3 separate regions of the Mus musculus genome follow, and all the other regions are linked to region 2. A link is a contact called in public Hi-C and Micro-C data. All regions are on one chromosome and are shown on one strand. The core of a region is the stretch at or near the end of the contact, and the rest is flanking DNA. Distances in the headings are between cores, read along the strand shown.

The links. Hi-C and Micro-C count contacts between places; a contact is called where the count stands out from the background.
Region 1: a Hi-C map of embryonic stem cells shows a contact between it and region 2, with 1.6 times the contacts expected there. The contact joins the promoter of Scube2 here to the promoter of Denn2b in region 2. A contact is called at or near these places in 4 of 484 Hi-C or Micro-C datasets (all in embryonic stem cells) and 2 of 115 datasets of contacts at active chromatin or transcription factors (extraembryonic endoderm stem cells and trophoblast stem cells).
Region 3: a contact with region 2 is called in a Micro-C map of the AtT-20 cell line, with 6 times the contacts expected there. The contact joins the enhancer-like site here to the promoter of Denn2b in region 2. A contact is called at or near these places in 2 of 39 promoter capture datasets (the 3T3-L1 cell line and liver), 5 of 484 Hi-C or Micro-C datasets (the AtT-20 cell line, the G1E-ER4 cell line, Th1 cells and 2 more), 1 of 115 datasets of contacts at active chromatin or transcription factors (embryonic stem cells) and 3 of 9 other capture datasets (adipose tissue, liver and pancreatic islet).

Annotation. Positions count from the first base shown.
Region 1 is chr7:109,864,275-109,868,077 of GRCm38.p6, reverse strand. Scube2 (signal peptide, CUB domain, EGF-like 2) reads left to right here and starts at 2,399. Exons shown (of 22, transcript NM_020052.2): 1 at 2,399-2,618. The coding sequence starts at 2,492.
Region 2 is chr7:109,615,525-109,619,170 of GRCm38.p6, reverse strand. It overlaps Denn2b (DENN domain containing 2B), which reads left to right and starts at 2,024. Exons shown (of 20, transcript NM_001001326.1): 1 at 2,024-2,113.
Region 3 is chr7:109,466,081-109,470,100 of GRCm38.p6, reverse strand. All of the region lies in intron 10 of Trim66 (tripartite motif-containing 66), which reads left to right. Among named protein-coding and RNA genes, the nearest start is that of Stk33, 29 kb to the right of the region's middle. Within about 2 kb of position 2,325, at least 14 of the 459 cell types and tissues checked have an H3K27ac peak or open chromatin away from gene starts, as enhancers often do. A contact at or near this core is called in the AtT-20 cell line, where this site is marked.

The sequences.
Region 1 (3,803 bases), core at 1,150-3,649, 250 kb before region 2:
TTACAGGCAGTTGAGGAAGACAACAGGATGCTATGTTGGCTTGCAGCTAACTTCAGCTTGGGGATTAACGTTATAGAATTAGGGAATAAGTGAACGTTCCAGAAACAGGATGTAGGAAGAAGATCCCAAGAAGACAGTAGGGGAGGACTTCTCAGCCAGGTGGGTGGGAGGCCAGCAGTCTGGTGTTTTGAAAGCCTGGGAGGCCTCATCCCCTCAAAGGCTGTTGTGTAGCAGGGACAGACAGACTCTGAAGCCCAGTGATGCCAAGTCTAACCTAGGTATGGGACACTTATGCTGTCTCTCCAGAACGGCAAGAATCCTAGATATTGCCTGGGCCACCTGCCTCTTCAGGCCTGGTCATGGCCTACATCCTGCAGGAGTGGAGGTGACAGGGAGAAGGCGCATTTCAGACACAGTTCCTGTGGGGACCTCAGCTAGACAACAGAGGGCAGAAAGCAGCTAACCCCAGCCACTTCAGGCTCTGACAGTGGTGATATTTAACACCCCCTCCCCATCTTTCCCCTATGGAAATTTGAAGTAAAAAACCATATTGACTTTAATTTCAAGTGTCAGAAAGGTTGCCCAGGAGTCTGGGAGCCGACAAACTCAAAACAGGTTTGTGTGGAAACCAGAACAAACAAAACAGGATTCAGAACAATTTTTGACATCTGAACCAGTTGTGAATTTTCTCCAGGTACCATAACAACAACAACAGCAACAACAGCAGCAACAACAAAATGACCCTTTCAGGCAAAAAGCACTAGGCCTTATTATGGATTTATATTCCTGGTGATACATAAACTTGGAGTAACGGAGCAGGGGATACAAACGACAACTGTCTTTACCAGGCACGAGGGTGCTGGAAGAGGCTACTTAGGGTTTAATGGGCAGCTTTATGTATTTATGTGCTTTGACTGAAGAGCGCTGTGCGCTGTGCCACACAATGGGAAGTTTTGAGTTGGATTTTAGAAGAAATAACTTTGATCATTTCAAAAGCAATGAAGCCTGATGCACGCAGGAGAAAAGAAGGCGGTAATTTATGGCGACCATTAAAGACACTCCGACAAAGGCTGGAGGGAACATTTCACTAAGTGAAGATTTACAAATGTGTTAAAACAAAACAAAACAAAAAAACCCACCCTTCAAACTAGAAATAGCCAAGTGTCTCTCTCAGCAGCAAATACAAAAGGAGTGGGAGGGAGGAGCCAGAGACAGAGAAAGGGGTGGGACCTGACTGCCTTTACTGGAGAGGAAAGGTTAAAGGGAAAACACAGGAAAGTTCTTTTCTCAGAGTCTCCATCCACAGCAGAATACATAACATTCCCCAAAAGACAGGCTCAGCCTGGCCCCTGAGCAGACACAGGCTGGGGTGGCAGACAGCTGCTCAGAGAGCTGAGGTGGGAAGCTGTAGCGGTAGCCAGACCCCCTAGAAGATGTGTGTTCTTGTACATGTGCTAGGTGGGGGGTTTTGGTGAGGTATTAATAATAATAATATCAAGGAGTTAGTGGTGTGAATACACACACACACACATATATATGTGCAGTATATGTAGTAATGAAGATGTATGTAAATATTCACAGGAGAAAATGAGTAAGAACCATTCAGAGAAATCCAAATTCATATCTCTGCGTATGGCCTTCTGTTTCTTCCATCAAGGGGTCCCTAAAGCATTTGTTCCTAGAATGATGCAGACTGTAATGGCCTCAGTCACCGGAGCCTGGAAAAGATGGGAAGGCCTGGGCGTGGGGAATAGGTGCTGGCCATGGCCTCTATTTGCAGCTCACCATTTCTGATATTTATAAGTTCCTGTGGGTCATAGATACCCCAGGACAAAGTTTGTGTGTGTGAGGGGGGGAGGGGAGGAGAGGGGGGAGTGGAGAGAGAGAGAGAGAGAGAGAGAGAGAGAGAGAGAGAGAGAGAGAGAGAGAGAGAGAGATCGTTCTCACATCACAGCTTCAGGGTGACTTTGGAACTAAGGTATCAGCGAGGTCTGGCTAGGGCCAGGCTCAGGCAGTCAAATGTGTAATAGCCTGGGCAAAGCAGCTGGGGTCACTCAGATAGCCTTGTTCTGAGTCCTCTTGTATGTGGAACCCCAAGAAAATGTTGCTGGAGGGGTGCTGGGCCTGGGGTCCCATTGTATGGGTACTCTCCGAGACACTCTCGGGGCGCCCTGTGACTTCTTCAGTTTGGAAGGACCGGGTCAAGTTGGAGGGCACTGGGCACAGGGGAGCCAAGACTCCGCGAGCGAGCGGGAGAGCGAGCGCAGGGCTCTGCTGACAGCGGCTCGGGCCACGGCGGCCGCGCCCCCTCCGCCCCGGGCCGGGGAGGGGCCAGACGGGCGGGGCGGCACTGAAGACCGTGTGAAAATGAGGCCGGGGCTCCGGGGCGGGCGGGGCCGGGGGTGTCGCGGGCGCAGAGGCCGGGAGCCCGCACACGCCTCCCCGCGCCGCTGCCGCCGCAGGCTCTACGCGGCTCTGCGCTGCGGCTGCCATGGGGGTCGCGGGTTGCGGTCGGCCTCGGGAAGCCCGGGCGCTGTTGCTGCTGCTGCTGCTGCTGCCGCCGCTGCTGGCCGCCGCCGTCCCTCCCGACCGGGGTCTCACCAACGGGCCGTCCGAGGGTGAGTGTGCAGCCGCGGGGCGCACCTGGCACGGCGCAGGACAGGGACTCCTGAGTCCCCTTGCCTAGTCTCTCGATCCGGAGAGCCCTCACCCTCTGTCCCTGCCATCGAAGGGCTGTTGACCTTTCCCGCCCTGGTACCTATGTTTTTTGTTTTTGTTTTTTTCTTTTCTTCTGAAAAGGTTCTCTGAGAGTGCCTGTTGTCCAGTATCTGTTGCTGAATGGGACTGGGGCCCAGGGTCCAGCCCCCCTTGTGTGGATGGGGAAACTGAGCTCGTGGCAATTTGGCCCCCTTTTTTCCTTTGGGGCTGATAAGTTCTGCTAGCTCCAGGATGAGCTGCGGAGACTTCTGTGGGCACGGAACTGTTACTGTGCCAAGACCTGGAATGGCCCTAAACCTCCAAATTTGGAGCAGCCATGTAATAGAACTCTGCACAGTCTACTTTGACTGAACTTAAAATTCTTTCAAAACTCGTTCGCTTTTATCTTCATATCCAGGAGTGGTATCGACTCTGGAGATGCTTTGGCTATGGTGGGTTTGCAGGTTGAGAGAACTGGCAGGGTTGGGGCTGGGGCCTCTGGGACACTATTCCTACCTTGCACAGTCTGAGGGCTCAGGATGCTGTTTGCTTGAGACCAGGGAAACTTCCACCCCCACATCCCAGACTCAGAAAGCTGAGAGACAGCTGTCTTGGCGGTCTTCTGGAACTTTCTAGCCAACTCTGCTCTTTGTTCCTCTCCCTTAGCAGGCAGTCTACTATATTCTTATATGCCAGGCACGGTGCTGGCTTGGCATCAAAGAGCTAATTCAGTTGTCAGGTCACGGTGGAGAGACAGGTGAGGGTGGACAGGGACAACCCTGCATACTCTGTGCTCTGAATGAGCTAAATACATGGGAGCCTGTGGTGGGAACATCTACCTGACATTAGGGGATCGTGGCTCACTTCCAAGAGGAGGTGCATCCACAATCTGAACTGGGTCTTGGAGGCCAGTAAGGGCAGCCTCCTTACTTGGCTGATTCCACTTGGAAGAGTGCATCTGGAAATTGGCCTGGGCATGGTATCCTTTATCCCAGGGTGTCGTAGCAGTATGGGGGTGGTTGGAGGAGTGGAGAGGGGTGGGCTTGGGGGAGGTGGAGAGAAAGAGAGAAAGAGAGAGAGAGAGAGAAAGAGAGAGAGAGAGATCA
Region 2 (3,646 bases), core at 775-3,274:
TATTACAAGCTTGACTGACCCACTGGCAGACAACGTGGGTCTGTACAATCCTCCTTCAGAAAAAGCCAATCAGGCGTGATCTGAATCCAGTCCTGCAGAGGCAACAGAGGAAGTCGGCTGGCCTTGCTTCTTTCCAGTTCCAGGAGCTCATATGCAACAGAAGGGTTCTGGTCTCCCCAATTCAGGCCCCAACTTTATTCTTTCTAAGGACAAGATACCAAAGAATCTCTAACTCCGGTGTGCCGCTAGGGGGAGCATGGCCTGCGTTGTGTGTCTGGTCTTAGGGCTTTTAACATTTAGATTACTTTAGTGACTGACTTTCTGCTTTGGTAGCCTGACTCACACTGTTTGACTGGAAGGGTCCCAGAAAATTTTAGTTGATATTGTCAACTCCAGTGAATTTGATCTTATTGTAGAAAGGGGTGGACTTGCCTCATCTGGGTTCGGAGACTAGGCAGGTGTGTGTTCCTTGGGTTCAGATAAAGAGCAGAATTTGCTGTGTTTAAGAGGAAAGAGAAACAGAGCTTTAGTGATACTGAATTCCTATGCAGATGTGGGGATTCTGGGCTTATCACTACTTAAGGATCTGTAGTAGTCTGCCATTTCTACTTGGGTTTTATGTCGTGTTTTTGTGTATTATCTTCAGCATATATTTGTGAGTTAAATTCAAGTCAACCAAAGTCTGGTTTTGGGAATTTTGTAGCATACTGAAGGTGAGTCAACATCACAAGGAATTCTGCAAGGGATAAGCGTTACAGATTCCATCAGGGCCCCCCCACCCCTCCCCCAGCATTATTTTGAGGAGCAGCATTGGAGAATGGCCTCCTTGAGCCTCATTGTCTTCATCCTCATCAGCCTCCACCTTCCCACATGCAGTCAATCCATTTACCAACCCCGAGTTCTACTTGAAAAATATATCTACTAGATTGGTGGAGGAGAGGTACTAACAATTGGGGGGTGGTGGATGAGAGCTGAGTGCCTAATTTGAAGTGTTTTTGACTAATAGCACCTTGACACTGCACCTCACACCCTAGTCCTCTGCCACCCCAGTATGAGATATATTCATAGAAAGTAGAAAGTCGGGAGGAGGCTGGCTCAGTGACAGGTGGCCAGTTGGCGATGAGGTCAGGCACTGCTAAGGTCTTGTGACTCTAGCTCTGGTATTCTTGGCAACTGTTCTGCTTAATGTATGCCAGAAAGTTGAAAGGCTTGGACACTGGTTTTGGATCTCTCATTTCCTGGTTCAGTAAATGGGAGCAAGTAATTTAACTTTACTTTAGATACATTTTTAAAATGTGTTAAATTAATATAACACCAGTCGTAACTTTTAGGACTACTCTGTCAGAGAAAAAAATGAACCAGGATTTGGGAGGTTATTTTGGGAAGATGTAAGATAGTACTTGGGGGTAGGGCAGGGCATTTTTTCTCTAGTTTGCAGCAGATATTGTGCATGTCATAGATGTTATCGGTCATTAAATCTTTGGGCTAGAAGGGTGGCAGATAGATTTACCTTAACAGGACTTAGATAGAGTCTTCACTTTCCCTTGGAGGCCCACACTTGTGGTTCTTAGAAAATGAGCTGGTTTTCAAGATCAGGCTTCTGTGTACTTTATAGCAAAACATAAAGGACTAGGAGACCCTTGACTTGTCTCTACTCTCAGTTCCTAACTAGTTAGGTAAGTGTGGATCAAGTATCTGATCTCTCTGGGCCTCAGTGATCCCATCTATAAAATGGTAGCAAACCTATCTGACCAGTGTGTTAAGAGCATCAAACAAACTAGTACATCTATTTTGAGAGGGTTAGGCAGCATCCAAGCAAAAGTATACATAGGGCTACTAAAAGGGCCTTCTGTGTCCCAGGTACGGCCCTGGCACTTGTACAGTTTCTCATTGGAGGCCTGGGCTGTGGATCTTTTGTTCAGAGAGGAGGCTGTTTGCATTGTGTTTGATGTCCTGGCTCTGACTGTAGACTTAAACAGTGTTCCTCCTAATCCTGATCTAGTTTGTTTCTTCTCCTTTGCAGGAAGACAAGAGACTGCTTGGGCTCTGGCACTAGTACCATGGGACCCTGTACTGGCTAAAAGCTGTCTCCAGGACCTGAACAGTCAACAAGGTAACCAGAGAGGCCAGTCTAGGCCAGCTTCTAGGATGTGAACTGTGTTTCTGCCCCAAATGCTCCTGAAAAATCCCAAGCGAACAAACAAGTTGAGGCAGCACGCATCAGGGTCCCTCCTCATTCCGCTGCTGCTGCAGGACCCAGAGGAAGTGCTTGCTTCCCCTCCAAGCCTTCAGCTAGCTCCCTCCCCTTTGGCAGGGATTCTTCCAAGTTATAAAAGCTGAGACACTAGAGGGGAGGAAAACAAGTCCACTCACTGTCCTCACCCTTCTCCCCTCTGGGTTGTTGCAGCAAGTTCCCAGGAACAGACCTGGGCTCCTGGTTGACTGGAAGGGAGGTAGGAGGAGTGGAATGCATGCATAAACTGAGCCGATCAAAAGACCGCGCTGTTTCAAGGCCGGCTAGAACTCAGAGAATGTGTAGAAGCACGCGCACGCATAAACGTGCGCGTGCTAGCTCGCTCCTGGGACACCGGGTTGAGGGAGAGCGCCTAGCTGAGTGAGAGCAAGCCTGCAAGCGTGTGTGCAGCCTAGGACAGGTCTCCATGACAACCAGCCTGACTGGCTAGCTGCGCTAGCTCTGCTCACTTGGCTGGAAGGAGTGTCTTGAAAGGTCAGAGGAAGGAGCTGTGGGAAGTTCGCAGCAGGTACTGGAGCTTAAGCCAGTGGATCTGGGGGCCCTGGGCTCCCTAAGCGACTGTGGTGTGAGCCAGCCTCTGTGGAGAATGGAGTGGGCAAGAAATCACCCGGACTACCAGGTAAGGGCACCTCTGAGCCCCTTGCTTTGAGTCGGGCTGTTTATGGCAGGCCAGTGTCTGTGCTCTTCACTTCAGAGTTTGGGGGTCGAGAATGATGTCATACTCCAACAGTTGGATTCTATTAGCTCCGGGAGGAGGAGGGAAACTGCCAATTTTCTTGACTTTGCAAATCTAGCTAATCTCACTCTGGCTGAATCGGAGATGTTTAGGCTTCACTCTGCTTTTATTTAGCACAAAGCCACTGGATATTTTCACAGGAAGGTTCTTTTATAGGAAAATGAGTTCTCATCGCTCTAGCACTGTTGAAGTTCTTATGTGGAAACTTTTGAGCAGCTTGGTCGGTTTTACCTCGTGCTCTCTTATCTCCATGCTGCTATGTCTGACTTGTAACAACAATCAAAGTAGCTAATGAAGCTCAGAGAGGAGCCTGCAGTGAGTTTCAAGTCCATCTGGGACACTTGACAGGGCAGAGGGACTGGCACAACAATATCTGAGCGGGGGCCTTGCACTGTCTATGAAGTAGCTTTGGAAATAGGAAACAACCCCCTCCCCATTAATGATGCCCATCACAGGGTTTCTTGAGTTGTGGAGGGGACTTTCTTGGGTTTTGGGGACTTGCAAATATCTGTCTCATCCAGATGTTGCAGAGAGCTGTCTTAACACTACAGCTACGGGGAGCTGGGAACTTGAAGGACTATGCTGTATGATCCCTTTTGCTCCTATTTTAACCAAATCCCAGCACACACAGTGTCCAGTCATGCATGCCTTGTCCT
Region 3 (4,020 bases), core at 1,076-3,575, 150 kb after region 2:
ATGTTAGGATCAGAACACAGGCTCCTGACTCAAGCTGTTCTCACTGACTGGGTTCAATGGCTTCTCTGTGCACTTCAGTGGGAGAAAGAGGACTCCATGTCGGCCTCTCACTACTGGATTTTGTCTTTGAAGTAGCTGGGGGGCTTTGCTGGAGAGTCCTTAGGACACAGCCTTCCTTGGCTTTTGTTGCCATTGGTACCAATGTTTGGGTCTGCAGCCACTCCTCAGCTTGTGCTGGCCCATGGGTTCCAGGGAAGTGAAATGTCCCTCTGAAGACCCTAGAGCAGAGAGACCCGTGGCACCAGGCTTTCCTGTGTGCATTCCATGCCAGCTCTGTTGTCACTAGGACTTTGATTAGAGCAGTGCACCTGCTGCTGCTAAATGACCTCGCAGTGAAGACGTTGCAGCTGAAGAGGAGATATGAAAGTTCTAGAACAAGTCATCTAGAAGGAGAAGCCCGCACTCTCATCCTGTCCTCTACCTTCCATGCACCCAGCAGGATGTTTGACTTTGATTCCCAGGCACTGGCTGTTGCCTAAGCTCCCTAGTCTTAGTTCAGCTACTCTGAAAAGTGCCACGGTCTCAACTCTACAACACAACCTCCTTACAATTCTGGTGAATCTGGAAGGCGTTTTCACTGGCTTCTTTTCATACTTCTGAGCTAATCACTCCAGGAAGAACACATACGAGCTTATCTTTAGAGCACTCGAAGGGCCATAGGCATCACAGAGAGTTAAGCCGAGTCTCCCATTGCCTGCCAGTGAGCTCTCTGCTGCGTAGAGTGCAGCCCCAGTTCTTCTGTAAAGGACTTTGAGGTCACTGGGGTGCTGCTCACGGCTGAAGTGGAGTCTGGGTTGTATTTCCTGTGATTATTGAGATTTGCGGAAGAATGAAGGATAATGGCTGAGGTAGAGAGCAGGTATACCATTACCAAAGCATGCTGACACCTGAACTCTTTTTAAAAATGTTTATTTATTTTATATATATGAGTACCCTGTCGCTGTCTTCAGACACACCAAAAGAAGGCATCAGATCCCATTACAGATAGTTGTGAGCCACCATGTGGTTGCTAGGAATTGAACTCAGGACCTCTGGAAGAGCAGTCAGTGCTCTTAGTTGCTGACACCGCTCCAGTTGTCACTGTCTCTCCAGTCCCAGACACCTAACTCTTAACACCTCTTATAATGGCTCCATGAGATTTACATCAGCCTGTGGAAGAGGACATTCTAGCCCAGAGATGAGAACTGACTCACCTAAACAGAACTGTAAGCCTGGCATATGTGAGAAAATGCATCTTGTCTTCACATCCCTGAATCAATTGTTGTGGACCAGATCCTGGATATTCAACCTCAGCAGTGATCTCATAGTCATAAAAGATGGTCCTGAAAGTAGTCAGAATGTTGTTCCCTGGGCCTGGCGAAGCTTTCCGAGGGAGTGTCCCAGGTCCTGGCTGGCAGCTGCAGAACTGTGCTACAATCTGCTCTCTCCTTTAGGAGTCAAGCCAAACACTTCTCGGTTGCATGTGAGTCTATCTCTTTAAGAAGCTCTCTCTCTTTAGTTCTCTCGTGAAGTCCTTCACAGACCAAGCCTGACTCTTGCCCACATCACCTGGTCCACAAGGAAACAGGCACTTGCTCACACATAGGCTGAGAGTCTCCTCCAGTAGCCTGAGCAGACTCACCCGAGCCTCTAAGGTTTTGTGAGTTTCACTCTGCTGGCTTTCATTGCAGACCTACTGAATTCCACTCACGCCTTTCCTCTTCCTCCCACTTCAGTCTCTAGGGTCCTCATTGTCTCAGATCATCAAGGCCCTGGGTACTTTCCAACTCTTTCATCTCCTATGACCCCGTTTGACTCTGGTCAGCGGGAGTGCCCCTCAGAGTAGCTTTAATTAACACAGGAGCCTTTTGAGGTGGTTGAGAGCTCACTGCCAGTGATAGCAACAACACTACTATTAAAAATCAACATGTAAAAAACCGATATGTGACACCAGCTACTAGCTAGGTTAGTTGCTTCTTCACCTGCCTCGTTTGGCTGTTCTGTGATCTCCTACTGTTAAAAAAAACAGTCTGCCTATCTGAAGCTGTTAAAACGCTCAGATATTCTGAGCCCTTATATTCATAAGTCCGTTTACCTCTGTATGGTAAATTACCTCTCCTTATCTGCATCCCCAGCCAGAGAGAGAGAAAGAACTTTCAGTGTATGATCCTCTTTCCTGCTGTATATCAGCCCAGTGCTCTCTGGTGATGTTAACCACTGTGAAGCAACCTGAAACCAGCAGTGAGCAGAAAGAGCTTTGGAACAACAACAGAGACAGATGGTACACACCCATGCGGCCATTCTAGCATGTGTGACATCATAAGCCCACACATGGGATATAGCTTGAGCAAGCAAGTTTAGAAACATGGTTTTCTTTAAGGTTGCTTCTCTCTCTCTCTCTCTCTCTCTCTCTCTCTCTCTCTCTCTCTTTTCTGGGGGTGGGAAGCATGGGGTGTGCAGTTGTGAGACAGGGTTTCTCTGCATAGCCCTGGCTGTCCTGGACCTCTTTCTGTACACCAGACTGGCTCACACTCAGGGCTCAGGGACCCTCCCGCCTCTGCCTCCTGAGTGCTGGCATTAAAGGTGTGCCCCCCCCCCCCCCCCGGCCACGACCTGCGTAAGGAGCTGCTCACTTTCTACATTCAAGCAATGAGGAGATTAGAAGTGAGGAGTTAGGATTTGTATAATGGAAACTGCCAAGAAGGAAGACGGCAACTTCACCTGAAGAAAGGCCACATATGAGGCTGCCGAAGGGACACGCCAAGCCTTCCACTCTGAAGAGACTCTGGAAGCGTTACTGGACTCTGCCGCATCTCAGCTGGGCATTTATGTGCTAGCTTCCGTTAGTTCTGCTTAGTGAGACTATGTCATAGTTACGGTTTGAGAAGTCATCCCACCCAAAATAATGGTTGCTTTGTTATGTTTTGTTTCAAGACAAGGTTTCTCTGTGTAGCCCTGACTGTCTTGAAACCCTCTCTGTAGGGAAGGCTGGCCTCAAACTCAGAGATTGATCTGTCTCTGCTTCCTGAGTGCTGGGATTAAAGGCATGGGCCACCACTGCCCAGCCAAAATAATGTTCTTAAACTAATTCATTTCGTTGTTAAAGACACAGTATGTTTCAGATATCTGGGGTGAATTGATGAGGGACAGCATGTCATCGTCCTGCTTTATCTGCAGAAATGTTATCTTGCTGGAAGAACCAGAGATATAATAAACTCAGGACATGTATACTATGTGTCTGTTTGTTATTTTATAATTACTTCTCACTAGGATACTGGATTTCTAGCCAATGGCAAAAAATTAAGATCATCTAGCAGGTTTCCCAGGCTAGACCAAGATTCCTACCTATCCTTGGGCTTAGATGGACTTGGGAAATCTGGGTAGTCACTGTCTCCACTTTCCTCCTTGTTTCAGTGAAAGAACAAAGCTTTCTCTGAATTTTGAGAATACCGTGTGGCAAACACTAGAACAGTAACTCCAGAACTCCAGAAGGAGACGTGGGTGGTGTAGTGGGAGAGGGTGCTCAGCAGGTTACAGGAAAGCTACTAGACAGGTCAGAGGCTGGGTAAAGAGCTGCATGGGTGATTGTCAGAAAAGACAGGGAGCTCTCAGGCAAGATGGCAAGTCAGGTGGTAAGGACAGATGAAAAGACAGTGGTGTGCTCACACAGGCAGACAAAAAGAAGGAGATGGGTCTGGAATGAATGGAGCTCAGTTGCTTGCTTAGCGTGCACAGCACCCTGAGTTCCATCCTTACTGCCTCATAGACCTGGGTGTAGTAGAGCAGCACTTGAAAGGAGGAGGCAGGAAGATCAGAAGTTCAATGTCTTCCTGAGCTACATAGCAAGACCCTGTCTCAACAAACAGATGAACTGAGATGAGGAGGAGGGCAAGAGTCCCTAACACTTGGGTCCCGTGGAGGAGGAGGACAGTTAGGAGCAGGTGAGCTGGCGCTAATGAAGGGTTAAGAATGGGTTCCTAG